3 separate regions of the Danio rerio genome follow, and all the other regions are linked to region 1. A link is a contact called in public Hi-C and HiChIP or PLAC-seq data. All regions are on one chromosome and are shown on one strand. The core of a region is the stretch at or near the end of the contact, and the rest is flanking DNA. Distances in the headings are between cores, read along the strand shown. Region 1 overlaps akap12b (A kinase (PRKA) anchor protein 12b). Region 2 holds the start of mthfd1l (methylenetetrahydrofolate dehydrogenase (NADP+ dependent) 1 like). Region 3 overlaps mthfd1l (methylenetetrahydrofolate dehydrogenase (NADP+ dependent) 1 like).

Region 1 (3,133 bases), core at 193-2,692:
TTGTTCATTCAACCAGAGTCAAAGGGGGCAGTCACTAAAGTATAGTTATTTAGTGTGGGAGGTGGGGTAGTTGGCCTGGTGGGGGTCCGGCAGTCAGTCTACTGCTCATTCTTCCTGCAACTTCCCTAAACTCACAGATTCCACTAATGAACAGCCTGCATTTGCATGTAACAGCAAGGGGTAGGGGGTTGTTGACCATTACCTCAGACCCATCTCAACAAACATCCACCCTTCCCCCAGCTTTCTAGAGAGCCCAGCTATCAAACTACTGTGATTTCAGATGGCATCTGCCCCCACCCACCCACAGTTCTACACTTTAACAGCCACAACAGACACGCTATCAAATTCCTTGGCTTGAGTTTCCCCAATCTGAGACAAAGGCAAATGTAGGGCGACTGATGGCTTACTCATGGTCCCTGACCCATTTTGTCTTTCATACTCAAGTAAAATTAAATACACACACACACACACACACACACACACACACACACACACACACACTGCACAGACATGTCTCCAGCTGTGTGAGGCAACAGCATCATGTTATAGTTTAATGTTTCATTTTTCTAATTGTTACCTAACTTTTATTGCCCCTTAAGATACCGCCAAACTTTTCCAAAAGTTTTACAGCTTGTCCAGTAATCAGTCTTCCATATCATCAAGATTTTCTATCTGTCATTCTAAATTGTTTCCCATAATGCCCCTTTCCCATTTTACTGCAAGGATTTCATCATGGTAGTTTAGGTTCCAGGACAGACAATAGTGTGGCCCCCCACCCTTTTTAGCTAAAGCAGGAAAAACCAGGGGCCCGTTTGGAGACAAAGAGCACAACACAATACAGTCTTCCTAAGCTAAAGTTTAGAATTGGGTTTGGTCTGTGGGGGGGATGGCTTGTTGTTTTGTAGGGGGATGGGAATGCCATTGCACCCCAGTATCACATTGAATTGTGGTATTAGATTAGCGCCTCTCTACATTTATAGCATACTTTAAAACCACAGAAGAGCTATCTTAATTTAAACTTACTGAAGGTGGATAAGCTAATGTAAGATTGTAAATGCATTCTCCACTGGGTGACCATGGCACGATTAGGAGCATTGGTAGTTTATTCTATTTTGTTGTTTCATTGTAATTTTTTAAGGGTGGGGTAAGACTTTACCAGTCACATAAAAATATGATTATTTTAATATGATTTATAATTTTTCGTTTTATAAATCATAAGTTGTTTGTTTGGTAAATGTGTTTGCGTTATCTAGGCCTGTGTCATGCAATTGTGTAGGATGTCAAGTAATGTTATATCCATGCATTAAAAATGCTTGGAATTTGTTTTTAAAGTCACTGGGTGGGTTTCAGACCCCAAAGCAAGAGCAAGCAGAGCCAGATGTGAGCAGTCTCTTGCTAGGTTGGATGTCAAAGGGAAACTGGGCCTCTAGGAGGCCCACACTATATGTGAACATGACTCCCTGTTCCTAGACCCACACCCTCAAAACCAACCCACTCCTGTCAAAACACAGATAGACGAGGGAGGAATTTAAGACATTATAAATGTGTGTGTGTGTGTGTTTGTGTTTTTTGTTTATCCACCTGTTGTGCTTTTAGTTACATTTAGTTTCAGATGATACTGTGCTCACATGCTGATTAATATTAGTAAAATACTATCAAAAAAAGCCCCTTCGATATGAGTTTGCTGTGTTTTATTAAATCAGGTCAGTTTCATAGTCCAAAAAGTTTGGCAACATATCCTGCATAGCTGAAGCTTACTACATGGAAATTTCCCCTGTTTGCTTTTAAGTTAACTGTTGTCATCACCCCCGTTTTATAGTTTTGGTTAACATTTACAGGCAGGAGACCAGAATATGTAAACTTAATATCAGATTGCCATCATATGCCTGATTAAATCTGTAAGGGGGGAAATGTTTTTTTTGCAGGTTTTCCAGAAATGTGGCTCTGATTTCCTTCAAATGACACAGTCCTCCATCTTGAGTTAATCATCTCACTAGATCATTTATTTTGCTTTTATTATTATAATTACAAACCTGTTTTTCTAAACTAATTCTTTTTGTGGGTTGACTATCCACAAGAGACCAAACACACAGACGATTTTAAACACTTGGAGTGTTATGTTATTTAATAATCTGTTAACTTGATGATTCGAATGGTGACGACTTGATTCATTTTTTTTTAGATGTCCAATTAAGTATCATAAGTATAAGTGAATAAATTTATGCAAGCAATTTAATAAAATCTTTCATTTTTGTTTTATTTCAGTTGGTCAAACGGACACCATCTCCCCAAAAGAAGACAGCCCTGAAACAATAGAAGTGCACCAGGAAGAGGTTGCCCCTCAAATGAATGGAGAGAAGGGAGACGATTCTGCAAATGCAGATGAGATTACAACTGCTGAAGAGAAGGTGGTAGAGGAAAAACAAGAAGAGGCCAATGAAGTGGGCTTCAAGAAGATTTTCCGTTTCGTTGGATTCAAATTCACACTGAAGAAAGACAAGAATGAGAAGACTGAGCCTGTGCAACTGCTGACAGTGAAGGAAGCAGAGAGTGGTGCTGATGCAGCCACTGAGGAAAAGAAAGAGGAACCTGCAGCAGAGGAGGACAGGTCTGTGGAAGAAAAATCACCAGAAACCACAGAAAATGAGGCCAAAGCTGAAGAAGTAACTGAGAAGGCAGAGGAACCAGCAGAACAAACTGTAGTTGATGCACCATCAGAGACAGAAAAGGTCAGTGATATTGAAACTGAAAAACCTGCTGAAGAAACAGGGACAATATCAGAGAAAGAACCAGAGCCAGAAGTGCCAGCTGAATCGCCCACAAGCCCACCCTCTCAGGAGACACAGAGTCCCTTTAAGAGATTTTTTACTCAGGGAATCTTTTCTAACCTCCGAAAAAAGGCAAGCTTCAAAAAGCCCAAAGATGAGGAACATGTCAAAGAAAAGCCTGTGGAGGAGGACATTAAGGAAACTGAGGAAACAGCAGAGGGTGTTCCCGAGGCTACAGAAGAAGCTAAAGTTGATGCTGAAAATGAACCAGCTGAGGGTGAGCAGATAGAGAAACCATCTGAAACTGTTGAAACTAAAGCTGAAACTACCACTGAAACGACGGCTGAAACAACCAATGAAGTTAC
Region 2 (3,133 bases), core at 180-2,679, 120 kb before region 1:
TAGGCCACTGTAGACTCACGCAAACCCAACAAACACAAAGCTCATGATATGAATGTGACTGCTGGATCTGAGCAGGTTTATCTGGTGACATCAATTTTAGACAGTGCTGTTCCTGCTTATGTTAATGCTATGCTTCCTTTCAGCTCTTGCCATGAGGATCATCAGTGTGACTTGGGTTACTTAGTTTACTCCCTATACCTATCCCCTGGCTGCAGATACAAGGCTTAAAAATCATTGAAAAAATAATAATTGTGTTATCATTACTCATCCTGCACTTTTTCAAAACCTATTTGAGTTTCTTTCTTCTGTTGAACACAAAAGAGGATCATTTGAAAAATGCTGGTTGCTGGAATCCATTTCCATTGAATTTATTAAAACTATGTAAGTCGGTGTGTGCCAGCCAGCTAGCATTCTTCAAAATATTTTCTTTTGTGTTCAACAGAAGAAAGAAACTCAGAAAGCAATGGTCTCAAACTCAATTCCTGGAGGGCAGCGGCTCTGCATAGCTCCAACCACCTCCAACTCACACCTGCTTAATATAGTCTCTAGTAGTCTTGAACACCTTGATTATTTCGATCAGCTGTGTTTGATTAGTATTGGAGCAAAACTGCAGAGCTGCGGCCCTCCAGGAATCCAGTTTGAAACTTATGTCATAAAGATTGTGAGTAAATGATCGTAACTTTAATTTTTGGATGAACTATCCTATTAATATTCCAGACTAAAATAAAAGTGCGCTGTTTTAACTGAAAGAAACTTGCACTGACTGATCTTAAAATATCAAATCAGTTTTTTATTTATTTTGTGTGTCAAGATGCACACCAGTATTTTTTTTTCTAAGGCACATTTATAAAAAATGTCTTAAATTTAACTATGGTCTACAGTTTGTGAGTCTTAAAGAGATTCACCCAAATCTCATAATTTACTTACCGTTCACTTGTCGCAAAACTGCTTGAGTTCATTTAGTTATTTATTTTTTGAGGAATGTTAAAAATCTGTAACCATTCACTAACACTATCTCATAATGGAAGTCAATGATTACATTTTTCTAAAACTCTTCTTTTGTGTTCAACAGAAAAAGGAAACTCAATGTTTTGGAACCGCTTAAGGGTGACTAAATGCCCAGTTAATTTTTAGTTTGGGTCCGTATCTAACTATCCCTAAGATAATATTTATTGTCTTTATTGGGCAATTGTGATATATAAAAGAAAAAAAATTATGAAAAAAAAACACAAATTCTACAAATTTGTAAATGAAAAGAAAAAACGCTGCGAAAAAATAAGATGTTGCCCAATGTCAGATGAGTCATTTGTGTTCTTGCTTAGACTTGTGAACAATTATTACAAAAACGCCTCAAGTGCTCTTCAGCAGTTCTTCAGTGAGCGCGCTCCCGTGATGCCGGTGTCTAGCACGCGCTTGTCTTGTTCCAGTAGTGCTCGAGAATCACCTGAGCATCAGACCAGACTCCGCTCTGTCAGCAGCTCCAGCCAAGTAGCATGATGAGACTGTCTGTCGCCTTTCGCCACGCTCGCCGGAGCCACTCAACCATACAAAGATCACGTACTTGTGTCAAATTTTTATCCCGGGAGAACAGACACACACCTGATATCAGCGCGGTTTCTTTTCTGCGGGCTCGAGAAGCGAGTTCTACCAGCGGTACAACTGAAACAGCAGCCAGTTTACAAAGTCATGCGAGAAAATACGAAGGACCACCGTATGAAAGAGCAGTTGGGTAAGAATTAAACTTTGTCAGTAAAAAACGTTCATATCGAAAAGTAACACGTTTGTTTATACAGCTACTTTAGCTGTAACGTTACTGAAGATAAAGTGTCTCTTGTGTTGCCTTGATTTGTTTCCACGTGCTGCCGGTTTTTGTCTGCCTGCTGATGTAACTTCTGCTTCCCATTAGTCTTCAGTCTGTCTTCACACTGTGCGGATGTAGTCTACTATAGTTGTTCTGTGTCCTAACTAGGTTACATGTTCATATTGTGATACTGTATAAGTATTTGAATGTCCTATAAAGTGCGACTCTTTATTTTAACTAAACATGAATGTTTTTAGTGGGTCAGTGTTACATTGAATGTCCTCATCTAACCCGCTCCCCTGGTGGACGATCACAATACTGATCGTCTCTCGGTAAAGGATTTCTTTTAAGTGTTTGTTTGTGGGAACAATAGTTATTTTAAAGTATAAAAGTTTTTTTATTATTTTAAAAACTAAAATAACTCATATATGTTCACCATAACTGGAAACTGCAGTTGGAAGACAAACTATATCAAGTATATACAACTAAGTAAGAAGGGAAGTATACAGTTATTTTAGTAAAGCAAAAAACAATGAAAAGTGTTACAGCGCTCTTTGGTCTTCCCTGAAATTATATATTCTTTATGGGTGGCATTCATTATCTAATTTGAATCAGTGCCATATCAAACCCTAGTGAAGTGATTTTTAAATAAATTACACATTAAATGCAACCTAAATGTCTATTTTAAGGGTTCAAATATGTTTTGTGTCAAATGTCTTATTAAGTGTAATTGATATATTTGTGTAAATTCAACCTAATACTGACCTGTACTTAGTACTATGTAATGTATGTATAATAATACATATTATTAGTAACTTTTAATATTAAATTTGAAATGGTAACAACTTTTTGATGAGGAATTGGTGAACCCAGCAGATTAAATTATAATGGCAAAATGTAAAGATTTAAAATGACAGGGCTGCATTATTAAATAATACTTTTTAAATAGTTTTAAGCCTTTAACTGTTTTTAAGTATATTTAAACAAGTTTCTGTTTAAGCCTGAACTTATCTTGGAAAATTTTGTATAATATGCACATATCATCTATAATTTAAGTGTGAACTCCAGATGTGGGGTGGTAGTTAAGAGGTTACAGATGTAACAAATTATTATCTGTCTAAAAGATTGTTTAATATATAAACTATTGTTGCATAGAATTAAGGATTTCTTTTAAAATAATAGTAAAAATGTATGATTTCATTATTTTTTGCCTAGGGGGAAGAATTATTTATTTAATTTTAAATGTAAAATTTGACTCTAAAATGTATAGTTTTAAGGTATAAAGAAATATCCCTTTTTGATGCTGGAATATTGCTTTCCCTCTTTGTACCA
Region 3 (3,133 bases), core at 329-2,828, 92 kb before region 1:
TGCTGATCAGTTGTGCATCCTAATGCTAAAATTAATTAAAAAAAAAAAAACACTTCATAAAATCAAATCAGCATTAGTGGTGAGTACACACACTTTATGAAACAGGACATCTGCAACACTACATGCATTGCTATCAGTAATAAAAATATATATTTTTTAACCCTTTTGTGGTTTTTTTAAAATACATAAATTAAAATACAATAAATTGTGGTAAAAGCTTTAGCTATAATAAAATTTATTATTTTACTAGACGTTTACATATATCACCTGGTAGTGTGATTTGACTGCATTAAGCATTTACAAAATAATATCTATACTTAATGTATAATATTCAATAATATATAAAGAAAAACGTTACTTGTTTCAAGGCTTTATGAGTTTCTCTCTGTTAAACACAAAAGAAGATATTTAGAAGAATGTTGGCACCTATAACTATTGACTTCCATAGAATTAGTTTTTCTGTTTTTCCTATTATGGAAATCAATGTTTACAGGTTTTCAGCATTTTTCAAAATATCTTAACAGAAAAACAGAAAAAAACAGAAAAAAACTCAAAAAAGTTTGAGGGCAAGTAAATGGTAAGTATATTTTAATTTTTGGCCGAACTATCCCTTTAATTTCTACTTTTTATTTGTATCTATGTATTTATTTTTACATTTGTAAACTCTAAAAAGTCTATTTGTTTCCCCATAAAGCTTTATGAGTTTCTCTCTTTTATTAAACACAAAGTAAGATATTTAGAAAAATGTTGGAAACCTGTAACCATTGACTTCTATAGTATTTGTTTTTCTTACTATGAATGTCAATAGTTACAGGTTCCCAGCTTTCTTCAAAATATCTTCTCTTGTGTTCAACAAATTCAAAGATTTGAGGGTGAGTAAATGGCGAGTAACTTTTCTTTTTTTTTTACATTTGTTAACTCTAAGACTATCGGTTACACCATAGCAATATGGATAAAACCTAAAAACTATTGCAACCAACATATCTTGACATTTCTTTGTTCTTTTGCTTCTCCCAGGGTGTGACCGGGGCTTTGGCCGTCCTCATGAAAGATGCTATCAAACCCACACTAATGCAGACACTGGAGGTGAGACCTTCCCTGTTCCTGTACCCCAAACTCTCCATATCTTTTACACAGGCGCTTGCTTGTGCTATTTTTCTTATTCTGTCTCCCACATAACTGTCCTATCTTGATGGAAACTCCCAAACTCGATACTCTCAGTGTTGGCTAAGTGATAGGATATTCGAGGCATGACATAGAAAAACACACTCGTACAGTAACGCATGCACATCTGGTTTTGGTTTTGGCTCAGTGGGAGTGTGTCTCTGTCTTTCACTATCACACCCCGAACACCACAAGCAAACTGGAAATGAGAAGAAGACAGTGGTGAAAAGCCTGATTGTTGGAATGCCTTTCATCTTTACGGCTTTTAAACATGCTAATGACTTGTGATTGATGTTTGGGGTGTACGGCCGTAAGTTTGTGCGTGTGAGATGCAGAGGAGTTGCGTGTTTGTAGAGAGAGACGCAGAAACGCTTTGTGAAACCTTTCCTGCCTGTTTCCTGTTTCTCTTGTTAGGAGGAATCGTATCAGAATGGACCAGGCAGCAAAGGGTTGTGGGAACACTCAGTTTGTAGTGGCCTTTAATGTCCATGCTGTGAATTGGGGGGTGTGTTAGTGTGAGCATGTGTGTGTGTGTGTGTGTGTGTGCACTTTAAACACTCAGATTACTTTAAAAACATTTGTAAAAACATATTGACTCAAACTAATTGGGTAAATGCACATTTTAAGTTAGTAGGACTTTTTTTTTTTTTACCACACACTGACAAAAAAGTTATTCAGTTTATTTACATTTTTTAAGGTAAATGGTTGCAAACAGTTTATACAGGCTGATTTTAAACAAATAAATAAAATTTTTGCTAAGTTCAACTTATTTAAATTTAACCCATATAAATTGTTTGCAACCATTTACCTTTAACAAATAGTAAATCTAATGAATCATTATTTAATTTCATGTTTGTGATGAATGGGGTGGCACAAGGGCATCTCTCAACTTATCACAAATTTAATTACAGTTTACCTGAATTGTTAAATGTTTTACATTCACGCTGATATTTATGCTTATGCATTAGTAATAGAATAAGTCTTAGTAATCAAAGAGATTATTTTCTCATACACGCATGCATAAAGATGTTTTTTTTAGCCCATTTTTAGCCTAACCACAGGCACAGGTAACCATAAACCCTTCTAAATAATAGAAACATCTAAATCCCAACACTGCAGTTTGCATAACGTTTTTATATTGTGTACTATGAACTTCAAAATCAAAATCTGAGTACAATTAGTTTGGTTTTACTTTGTGCATATGTGTGTTTGTGTGTGTATGTGAGAGAGGAAGTGAGTGAATGACAGCCCAAGAGGATGTATGTGTGTACACAGATGCATTTCAGACTGTTTGATTAACAATACACAAGAGTGTTTGAAGTAAATGTATCTTTAAAGGATTGTATGGATGCTTCTTAATCAGCTCCCTAACTCTTGAGGTTGTTGTGAATCAGTAATGACATGAGATCTTTCTCAATGTACAACATCAAAACTGGAATTTATGGGGGAAATTTATGGGTATTCATATTTTGAAAAGTTTTAAGTTACATTTTTGATGAATCATTTGATTGTTTCTTATGCCAGCAATTATATAATAATTATTATTATAATAATTTTATAATGTAAAATTCATTATACTAATCAGTTCGGAGTTTGAGGTTCCTTTGTGGTTAAAGTCTGCATTAAATCAAAATTGCCTCTTCTTATATTTTTATGTAGGGATGTCCCGTTTAGGTTTTTTAGGAAGAAATAGGATGTTGCTTCTGTGAGGTAGCTTGAACAATCAAGTAATAAATAATTCTTCACTTTAAGACTTTAGTGCCTTTTGAGTACCTTTAAGACTTTTATCTGACTTGTTTTTGTTTTTTCCCTTATAATTTGCACTTTAAAAGTACCAAGGGAACATGGTGAGAGAAATGTTCCTTGATTTTCGCAGTGCATTGTGGGAGTGAACGTTTCATTGCACTGTAGAAATTTTACAATTGAGATGGCACTTAAAATGGCTGACTCCATGATCAGAGATGCACTC

Evidence for each region. Hi-C and Micro-C count contacts between places; a contact is called where the count stands out from the background. HiChIP or PLAC-seq counts read pairs in DNA pulled down with a chosen protein or histone mark.
Region 2: a contact with region 1 is called in an H3K4me3 HiChIP or PLAC-seq map of embryo, with 6 times the contacts expected there. The contact joins the promoter of mthfd1l here to the enhancer-like site in region 1. A contact is called at or near these places in 10 of 18 Hi-C or Micro-C datasets (caudal fin, embryo, fibroblasts and 2 more) and 3 of 4 datasets of contacts at active chromatin or transcription factors (caudal fin, embryo and gastrula embryo).
Region 3: a Hi-C map of gastrula embryo shows a contact between it and region 1, with 1.8 times the contacts expected there. The contact joins two enhancer-like sites. A contact is called at or near these places in 9 of 18 Hi-C or Micro-C datasets (caudal fin, embryo, fibroblasts and 2 more) and 2 of 4 datasets of contacts at active chromatin or transcription factors (caudal fin and gastrula embryo).

Annotation. Positions count from the first base shown.
Region 1 is chr20:29,130,465-29,133,597 of GRCz12tu, reverse strand. akap12b (A kinase (PRKA) anchor protein 12b) reads left to right here. Exons shown (of 4, transcript NM_001281788.1): 3 at 2,266-3,133. Among named protein-coding and RNA genes, the nearest start is that of zbtb2b, 23 kb to the right of the region's middle. Within about 2 kb of position 1,442, at least 9 of the 62 cell types and tissues checked have an H3K27ac peak or open chromatin away from gene starts, as enhancers often do. A contact at or near this core is called in gastrula embryo, where this site is marked.
Region 2 is chr20:29,245,457-29,248,589 of GRCz12tu, reverse strand. It overlaps mthfd1l (methylenetetrahydrofolate dehydrogenase (NADP+ dependent) 1 like), which reads left to right and starts at 1,429. Exons shown (of 27, transcript NM_001242996.1): 1 at 1,429-1,729. The coding sequence starts at 1,494.
Region 3 is chr20:29,222,151-29,225,283 of GRCz12tu, reverse strand. It overlaps mthfd1l (methylenetetrahydrofolate dehydrogenase (NADP+ dependent) 1 like), which reads left to right. Exons shown (of 27, transcript NM_001242996.1): 19 at 1,018-1,086. Among named protein-coding and RNA genes, the nearest start is that of mthfd1l, 23 kb to the left of the region's middle. Within about 2 kb of position 1,578, at least 11 of the 62 cell types and tissues checked have an H3K27ac peak or open chromatin away from gene starts, as enhancers often do. A contact at or near this core is called in gastrula embryo, where this site is marked.